Regions from separate parts of the Sus scrofa genome. Here regions 1 and 3 are each linked to region 2. The links are chromatin contacts, called in public HiChIP or PLAC-seq maps. All regions are on one chromosome and are shown on one strand. The core of a region is the stretch at or near the end of the contact, and the rest is flanking DNA. Distances in the headings are between cores, read along the strand shown.

The links. HiChIP or PLAC-seq counts read pairs in DNA pulled down with a chosen protein or histone mark.
Region 1: an H3K27ac HiChIP or PLAC-seq map of alveolar macrophages shows a contact between it and region 2. The contact joins two enhancer-like sites. A contact is called at or near these places in 3 of 47 Hi-C or Micro-C datasets (embryonic fibroblasts and skeletal muscle) and 1 of 2 datasets of contacts at active chromatin or transcription factors (alveolar macrophages).
Region 3: a contact with region 2 is called in an H3K27ac HiChIP or PLAC-seq map of alveolar macrophages. The contact joins two enhancer-like sites. A contact is called at or near these places in 1 of 47 Hi-C or Micro-C datasets (embryonic fibroblasts) and 1 of 2 datasets of contacts at active chromatin or transcription factors (alveolar macrophages).

Annotation. Positions count from the first base shown.
Region 1 is chr6:105,927,163-105,929,862 of Sscrofa11.1, reverse strand. All of the region lies in intron 2 of COLEC12 (collectin-12), which reads right to left. Among named protein-coding and RNA genes, the nearest start is that of THOC1, 110 kb to the left of the region's middle. Within about 2 kb of position 1,277, at least 8 of the 83 cell types and tissues checked have an H3K27ac peak or open chromatin away from gene starts, as enhancers often do. A contact at or near this core is called in alveolar macrophages, where this site is marked.
Region 2 is chr6:105,712,436-105,715,135 of Sscrofa11.1, reverse strand. No RefSeq gene overlaps it. Among named protein-coding and RNA genes, the nearest start is that of CLUL1, 6.5 kb to the right of the region's middle. Within about 2 kb of position 1,440, at least 5 of the 83 cell types and tissues checked have an H3K27ac peak or open chromatin away from gene starts, as enhancers often do. A contact at or near this core is called in alveolar macrophages, where this site is marked.
Region 3 is chr6:105,962,153-105,964,852 of Sscrofa11.1, reverse strand. The region is part of intron 3 of COLEC12 (collectin-12); the gene reads right to left. Among named protein-coding and RNA genes, the nearest start is that of THOC1, 76 kb to the left of the region's middle. Within about 2 kb of position 1,277, at least 5 of the 83 cell types and tissues checked have an H3K27ac peak or open chromatin away from gene starts, as enhancers often do. A contact at or near this core is called in alveolar macrophages, where this site is marked.

The DNA.
Region 1 (2,700 bases), core at 28-2,527, 210 kb before region 2:
AGCAATGGCTCTTTCGGTCCTTAGTCTCAATTAGCTTGGCGCCATCATCAGTGCGCATGCGCACGTGCCTCCCAAGCTGGTGTGCGGCCCACTGACCCGCCTTGCTACAGAGTGGGTCGTCCAAAGTTTTGGGTGTTATGTGGGTCTCCCCAAATGGCAACCACACATCCAACGAAGTTTATAAACCCCAGTTTAAATACAATGAAGTCACTTCTTTACCTGTAGCCACTCATGTTCCAGTGAGCTGGTATGCCACAGACCTGGACTAACTAGGGATTAAGTCCGGGAAATAACTGAAGGTATTCCTGGCAATGATGGGCCCCCAACTAATGAATGTGACGTTAAAACCAGCTCTTGTCACAAAATCAGATTTCCGGGTACCCTTGAAGAGGAATCAACACATCAGCAATTGCCACGTCTCACTGTGCTAATAAAATTCTTGCCTACCTTTGCTCCTTTTCTTTTCAGCCAAAGCACCGTTAGGAGAGCCCACATCTTACCTCCCTGAACCAGGGTCAGCTTTGTTTACATTTGCAACAAGGGAAGAAGTTTATCTTTGCCCTTCTTTCTGCCCAACAGCCTTTCCCCATCCCGGTGTGCGCATGCGCCTGCTGGCTAATGGCCAGTGCTCACTCTGAGCCCTCCTTCCTAGTTCTCTCTGGTCAACGTACATTTTCCTCCTCCAGCACTCCCTCTCCAGTTAGTGTGTGAGCCAGGTGTTAGAAAGAAAGCAACCTGATTGCATTATTCACAATTTAGTGTGAAAACAGACCGAACCAACTCACCACAACAGGCTTAAAGGTATCAACAATTGAAAAGATGAGGTTACACTTACAACTGAATTTATACTGATAAACCTTCACCAGTAGAACTTTGAAAAGGAAGTTATTTTAGGGAGACTTGGGGGAGAATGTTTGAAAAACAAGACATATATCCATTTCAAACACACCCACACCACCATGCTATGGAATACAATACATCTATTTTCTAAAAATCAAATAACCCTGCAGATACTAAAACGGAAGCTCTCCAAGAGACTGTAACAGCAAGCCCCCCTTGGGCTTCTTGAATCCAACCATAGGTCACAAATAAAGTTGTCCCTGGTCGCCCTCCACTAATTCAGAATAATCCTCCCCCTCCCCTTACCCTACTCCCCAAGAGAGTCAGGCTCACTCAGTGCCACCCACAGACTCAAGTCTGAAGAATGGAGCTGGCAACTTGGCTTGGTACTTCTGAAAAATTGCTAATCCCTGAGCCTGGCCAATGGATGTGGAAATCTCATTCGTGGTCAAAGTCACACTCACAGATCAGGCCACAAAATGCAAATTCATTTTCTGCTGTGGTCTTCACAAGCCTCATCTACAGCTTTCTGAATGACTGGTTTTTTAAAAAAAAATTTTTTTAAATTAAAGTATAGTTGATTTACAATGTTGTGCCAATCTCTGCTGTACAGAAAGTGGCAGTACCTATATATACATTCTTTTTCTCATATTATCTTCTGTCATGTTCTATCCCAAGAGACTGGATATAGTTCCCTGTGCTGTACAGTAGGACCTCACTGCTTATCCATTCTAAATGTAACACTTTGCATCTACTAACCCCAAACTTCCAGTCCATCCCACACCTTCCCTCCCTTCCCTCAGCAACTGCCACTGGCTTTTGTTCTAAGCGAAAGGCCAAAGATAAGCCCCTAATCAAATTTTTTTCTTTAACATTAAGAGCACAAATAAATAAAAAGCAAAACACTGAGAGAAGGCACTGCCGGACTCCAGGACCCCAGGACCCAGAAGGGCTTTGCCCAGCAGGAGGCTACACTGCTCCCCATCACATCTGCATTTTCCAAGTGGAGGCCTCAGGTGCTCCCAAAATCTGGGAAGGGAAGTGAGTCCTGCTACCCAAACACATTTGTTATGGAAGCAGAGATGGCTTCTGCCTCCCCTCCTAGGAGCTATTTTTGAAAAGGAGGCAAGATGAAAAACTTGAATTGGAATTTTTCAAAGCAGTAACTATTCTCTGGGACTCAGATGTTTTGGGAGATGTTCCATTAACTATTTCCTGGCATGAAGGATGACTCAGCAAATACTCTTTTCTCTGCTCCAAGATTGAAAAGATCACAGAGGCAGTGATTCCTTTGGCATGTGTGTTGTAATCCCCATCAGTTAAGAAGGCTCTGCTTTCCTAATGCCTTTGTCACCGTTTAGCCCCAGGTTACATAAGGCACTGGGATACCGCTTGCTGCTAGGTTGGTGAGACAGACATTGTCCCCACAGCTGTAACCTGGTGTTTGTCAGGAAGTAACTGTGCAGGAGGCTGTGGCAACTGTGGGTTGACCGGGAACTGGTCTCACCCTTTTCTTTCATCCTTTTTTCTTTTTCTTTTTTTAAACCTGAATTTCCAATTTTATTGTAAAGCCATTTCTAAACAATGGGTTTCCCAAACTAGTCTCAGGTTTGGCTGTCAAATGGTTTTGTTCCCACTGAATTAACAAACTTTAATTCTAACAACTGGGGACATGGGAGAGATGCAGGCTCTGGTATGCAGCTACTTTCATTTTATAGAACCAGCCTCTGTAAACTCCCAGTGTTTTGAATTTAAAATAGGGAGATGATGGATTCTCTCATTTTGGGGGTGATGGGGTGCGCAGGTGCCAACTGCAAAGAGGTGAGTGGTAATGTGTGTGCCCTGACAGAGAAAAGAACA
Region 2 (2,700 bases), core at 191-2,690:
TGCACAACTCTGTTAGGTATTATTTGATCTTGGTGATCAGAGAGGTGTTGGGTTTTTTCTTTACTGTTTTTTAATTTATATTAGACTATAGTTGATTTACAATTTGTGCCAATTTCTGCTGTACAGCAAAGTGAACCAGTCATACATATATATGCATTCGCTTTCTTTTTTTCTTTTTTCTTTTTCTTCTTTAGGGCTGAACCCACCGCATGTAGGAGTTCCCAGGCTAGGGGGTTGAATCTGAGCTACAGCTGCCAGGCTACACCATAGCCATAGCAACTCGGGATCCCCAACCCACTGAGCAAGGCCAGGGATCAAACTTGCATCCTCATGGATACTAATTGGATTCGCTTCCACTGCACCACAACAGGAATTCCTGCATCCCCTTTCTTATATTATTTTCCATCATGTTCTATCCCCAGAGACTGAATTTGGGTTTTTTTCTTATTGTGGACACATAATTTTTAAAAAGCATTCACTTTTGGGAGTCCCCATTGTGGCACAATGGAAACAAATCCAACTAGTATCCATGAGGATGTGGGTTCAATCCCTGCCCTCGCTTAGTGCGTCAGAGATTTGGAGTTGCCATGAGCTGTGGTGTAGGTCACAGATGTGGCTCGGATCTGGCATTGCTGTGGCTGTGACGTAGGCCAGCAGTTGTAGCTCCGATTTGACCCCTAGCCTGGAAACCTCCGTATGTCTCGGGTGCAGCTCTAAAAAGCAAAACAATAATTAAATACATAAAAAAATATTCACTTTCACTTACCATAAGGAAATAATCATATTAATTCACAACTTTGATAGATTTACTCTTTCACAGGTCATTGAGATAGGCTACAGTTGTAATCCAATCTAATATTTTTACCCATCCTGTTGCCATGGAGATCAAGAACCAAATTAAAACACATTTGCCAGAGTCATAACAATGTGGCCAGAATTTAAAGAAAGGGTTGATTTTCATTATGTATGATTTCACTTATTCGCTCTGATGGTCTGCTGATTCCTACATGCTTTAGTTTGTCAATAATAATGCTTCTAAAACCATTAACTCACATGAGTCTTGACATTCTGTGAGCCCAGATACAACACATCATCTGGCAGTCTGCTTGGGTTGGCCACTGGACTGAAGGAGGGAGCAAAGTCTGGGCTAATTCCCAAATGTCTAGGTCTGGTGACAGGGAAACCATGGTAAGGCGAGCCTGAGGAGAAAAAGCTGTATTAGGAACTGTTGAGTCTGAAATGCCTGTGGGCCACATGGTCTGAGAAACCTGCCAGCAGAAGGTTGGCTTTGAGTGTCGGAGAGGGTGGGGGAAGGAAGGGCCACATGCCCTAGCCTTTCTCATCGGGGAGATGGTGTCACAGTCCACCCCTAGCTCATCACAACCCCAGCCGTCCCCGCGTGATTCTGCCCTTTCCCTCAACTCATAGTCCAGCCCTGCCTCCCAAGTAAGCCGGAATCAGGCCACTTCTCACTCTGCCCAAGGAGCCGCCCTTGTGTAGCCGTCTGTCCTGGTGATGAAAAACCGCTTCCCTCACTGGCTGCCCTGACTGTGCAATGAACCATCCTTCATGGCAACCACAGTAGTCTCTCTCTCTCTCTCTCTCTCTTTTTTTTTTTTTTTTGCTTTTTACGGCCGCATCTGCGTCACATGGAGGTAGAACTGGAGCCACATCACAGCCACAGCAACTTCAGATCTGAGCCGCCTCTGCGACTTTACACCGAAGCTCACGGCAACGCTTGGATCCCCACTCCCCAACCCACCGATGGAGGCCAGGGATCAAGCCCACAAGCTTATGGTTTCCAGTCAGATTCGAGTCTTTTAAAATCAGGCAGCCAGACCATATCATCGCCCTTTGTACAGTCCTCCGCAATGATCCCGTTACTAGAAACAGTCGTTACTGAGGGCCCCGCCCATCCCTCGATATGCATCGTCTTCCTCTTCACTTGACATCCCACTTCCCCTTCCTCCCGCTGCCTCCACCACGTGGGCCGCTTTTCAGTTCTTCAAATGCACCAGGTTGATTCCTACCCTTGCTCTTGCTCTTGTCTTCCAGGTAGCCCCGGCTTCCTGCACATACGTCCTTCACCCCATGCTCTGGTATCAGTTTAATGCTCTGCCGTTGGCATCCTGAAATTCCTCATTTTTAAATGGCTCAGCCTCCGCTTTCCATCTGGTGCTGGGCCCTGCTCTAGGGGATGATGTTAGCTATAGGTCCCCTTCTCAGAGGGACCTCCTTTGGCCACCTGACCTAAAGTTACCCCCACTTTCCAAATTACTCACAACCCCATACCCGGCTTTATTTTCTTTATAAGCTTTCCTGATCTGATGTGTTCTTGCTTACTTATTTATTGTGTCCACTTCGCTCCCCCTGGGGTGTAACAGGAGCTCCCAGAGAGGAGGGACCATCTGTTTTGTTCCTGGTACCCTCAGTACCTCAGAGTGGGGAACATAAATCTGCCCAACACACATTTGATGATGAAGGAACTGGTCCAAGACTGAAATTCCCAGACGCAAGAAAGGAACCATGCTTTCTTGTGATGGAAATTATAGACTGTGTTCGATATTTCTGTACATCCTGATCAATGATTAAGTTTATGTGGCACTGGTCTGTATAGATAAATTCTGTCTGATTTCATGATAAGGTTAAACTTGGGATACAATTTCTTCATGTTGTCTTCAAAGTTGATTTTTTTCATAA
Region 3 (2,700 bases), core at 28-2,527, 250 kb before region 2:
GTAAAAACACCAGACTGATGGAGAGCCAGAAGTAACACTTGCCATAATAGCATGTAGCATTTTTGGGTTTTTGTTTTGTTTTGTTTTTCCTCTTAACTCATTAGCACAAATTTTCAGTCAGGAAAATAGTGGCAAAGCCATCTTCTCTGACCCTAGAAACTCCCTGTCTTTGGAGGAGACCTCAGTTTACAGACTTGTTCTCCTATGAGGAAAACAAGCATGTGACATAGAAGGGTCATTAGCAGTCTTTTGTCACAAGCTCCCCATTCTTGTAAAGTGTTCCTTGACAGATTTTTTTCCTTCAAAACATCGATGTTTTAGGTGTTATAGCTGGAGTGTTGCTCCTCACCCCACTTCAAGTACCTGAAGCCCACTTCTCTAGGATAATCTGACAATAATACCTTTTCTATAAAAACACTTTGGTATCATCCCCTGGCCTGGGCCACTAACCTCTTCTTTCTTCTTCTTGATTCCACCCATCCTTTCAAGTCTACTCCAAATCTCACTGGCCCATCATGCCAAGCCTTCTCTCATGAGCTGACTCCACACCAATAGGGCTTTTAATCAGAATGGCAAAAAACAAAAACAACAACAAAAACTTCTATTGATTGAATGCCTACTCTTTGCAAGGTGCAGCACATCCTCACTGCAGTTAATCCTTACAACTTTTATTTTACAGATGAAAAAAAAAACTGAGGCTCAGAGATGTTCAGTAACCTTCCCACAGTCACACAGCTTCTAAGTGACTAAGTGGGATACCAGGTCAGGAGAGAGATCTCACTCTAAAACCTACTTGTTTTATAATTCCACATGGCCTCTCATCAAGTATTTTTTTCCTAAATATGATTTCTTTCAAGAAAAGTCCCTTGGGGGGAAGGATTATATCTTCTTTATCTTCCCTTTACAGTCACCATCCTCAGATGTTTACCAATTATCTGTCATGTTTGTGGCCCAGGGCTTGACACAAAGGATACAAGAGACACAGCTCACAGCCCAGGCCCTGGGGACAGGGAACGAGAGCAGAACTCCTGCCTGGTGCTCACGAGGGTCTGTACCAGTCTGATTGTGGGAAACAAACCTCCCTCATTGGTATTTGGGACTTCCTGGTAATATCAGTTACGCTCCCTTAGAATGCAATAAAGACATTTCTACCTTGAACACTATTTCAGGTTTCCTTACAAAAATACAGAAGATCTGGTTATAGGGTGTTATCCTGGATTCTCACAACAGTGACTGTGCTCTGATGCACATCTGAAAGCCTACTTGCCCAGCTGTAATGGCCACTTTGGCAGAGCTAAGCAGCAAGGCAGACACCTATGACTAGGACTGTTGCCTCAGAGGAGGTTCCGAATGAGAAAGAGTCAGATGTCTGTCTTTCTTCTTTATCCTAATTACCTTAAGGTGGATGCCTGCTGGGCAGGACCACAGAGTAGGATTTTCCTGTTCAGGGAATGTTCTGGGGGAAAAATGACCCACTGAATTCAGGAGGTGGCTTCTACCATGGAAGCTCCATTGCCTTCTAATGAAAAGCACAGTGCAGAGGGTGCACCAAGCTGTAACTGTCCAAGAATGTGCTTTCTGTCAAGGGGCTGGCATGCCTCACGGTCACAGCCAGTGTCCTGACTGGTTTGGGTGACTCAGCAATCCTCCGACTTGTTCAGCAAATTCTCTGCAAGGAACTTAAGTTATATACTAACTTGTAGTTGCATAAGTGACATGAAAGGAGAAGTAAAGGACAGTTTTGAGGAAAACGCCATTGAGTTTAACTTTGATGAATAAAGGAGTTTCTATTTTATTTCCTTCCAACTTCTCCTTCAGAGAAACCTCTTCTTCCACTGAATATTTTCCTTCCTTCCTGTCTTTCTCTCTTGCTTTCTTTCCCTCCCTCCCTTCCTTCCTTTCTTTTTTAAAGTGGAGAGAGTTTCTCCAGACTTCAAAAGGAGATGTGTGAAGGGAGAACTTATCTTTCTACCTCTTACCATGCTGGGTCACCAGAATCTTATCAGCAAGAAAGAGGAATCATCATTCAAGTAAAGAGAAAACACATCTGGAAAATGTCAACATTTTAGTTCATTAAGGCTGTGTTTGAAGACCAAAATTGCATGTTGTATTATCTTATTTTTGTCAGTAGAGGCCTGAGGAATGGGAATCTTGAAGGAGAGAAAAAGGGGCAAGAATATCATCTTGTCTCCAACTTGTCTCACTCTCTCAATCTCTTCCCCCCTCAACCTCCTCCCCCTTCATCCTAGTGAGATGAAGAGGAAGCCAAGTGATCTTCAGAATTTTAGCTCCTAGGCAGTGTTCTGAGTTGCAGCAATTGGCTTAGAGGTCCTTGGGCTTCAGTTTATTGCTTTTACAGAAGTCAGCCCTAATCTACAATTCACCATCCATCCATCCATCCATCCATCCATCTTTCTTCTCATTAATTTATTCAGTAAACTTTATTGGGTACCTATTAAGGACCATCAGGCAGGGTGCTAGTGGGAGATACAAATAAAAAAGATAGTCTATGGTCTTTGTGGAGCTTTGGGTTTGGGTTGTGAAAGAGACCCACTGGCCATAATGATACAGTGTGATAGGGGCTAAGAGCAAAAAAGGATGCCACAGGGACCAGCAGGAGGGCACCTAACTCAGCTTTCAGAGGCTTCTTGCAGGACCTATGTCTAAGCAAGACAGAAAGGGAGAAAAATTCACAAAGAG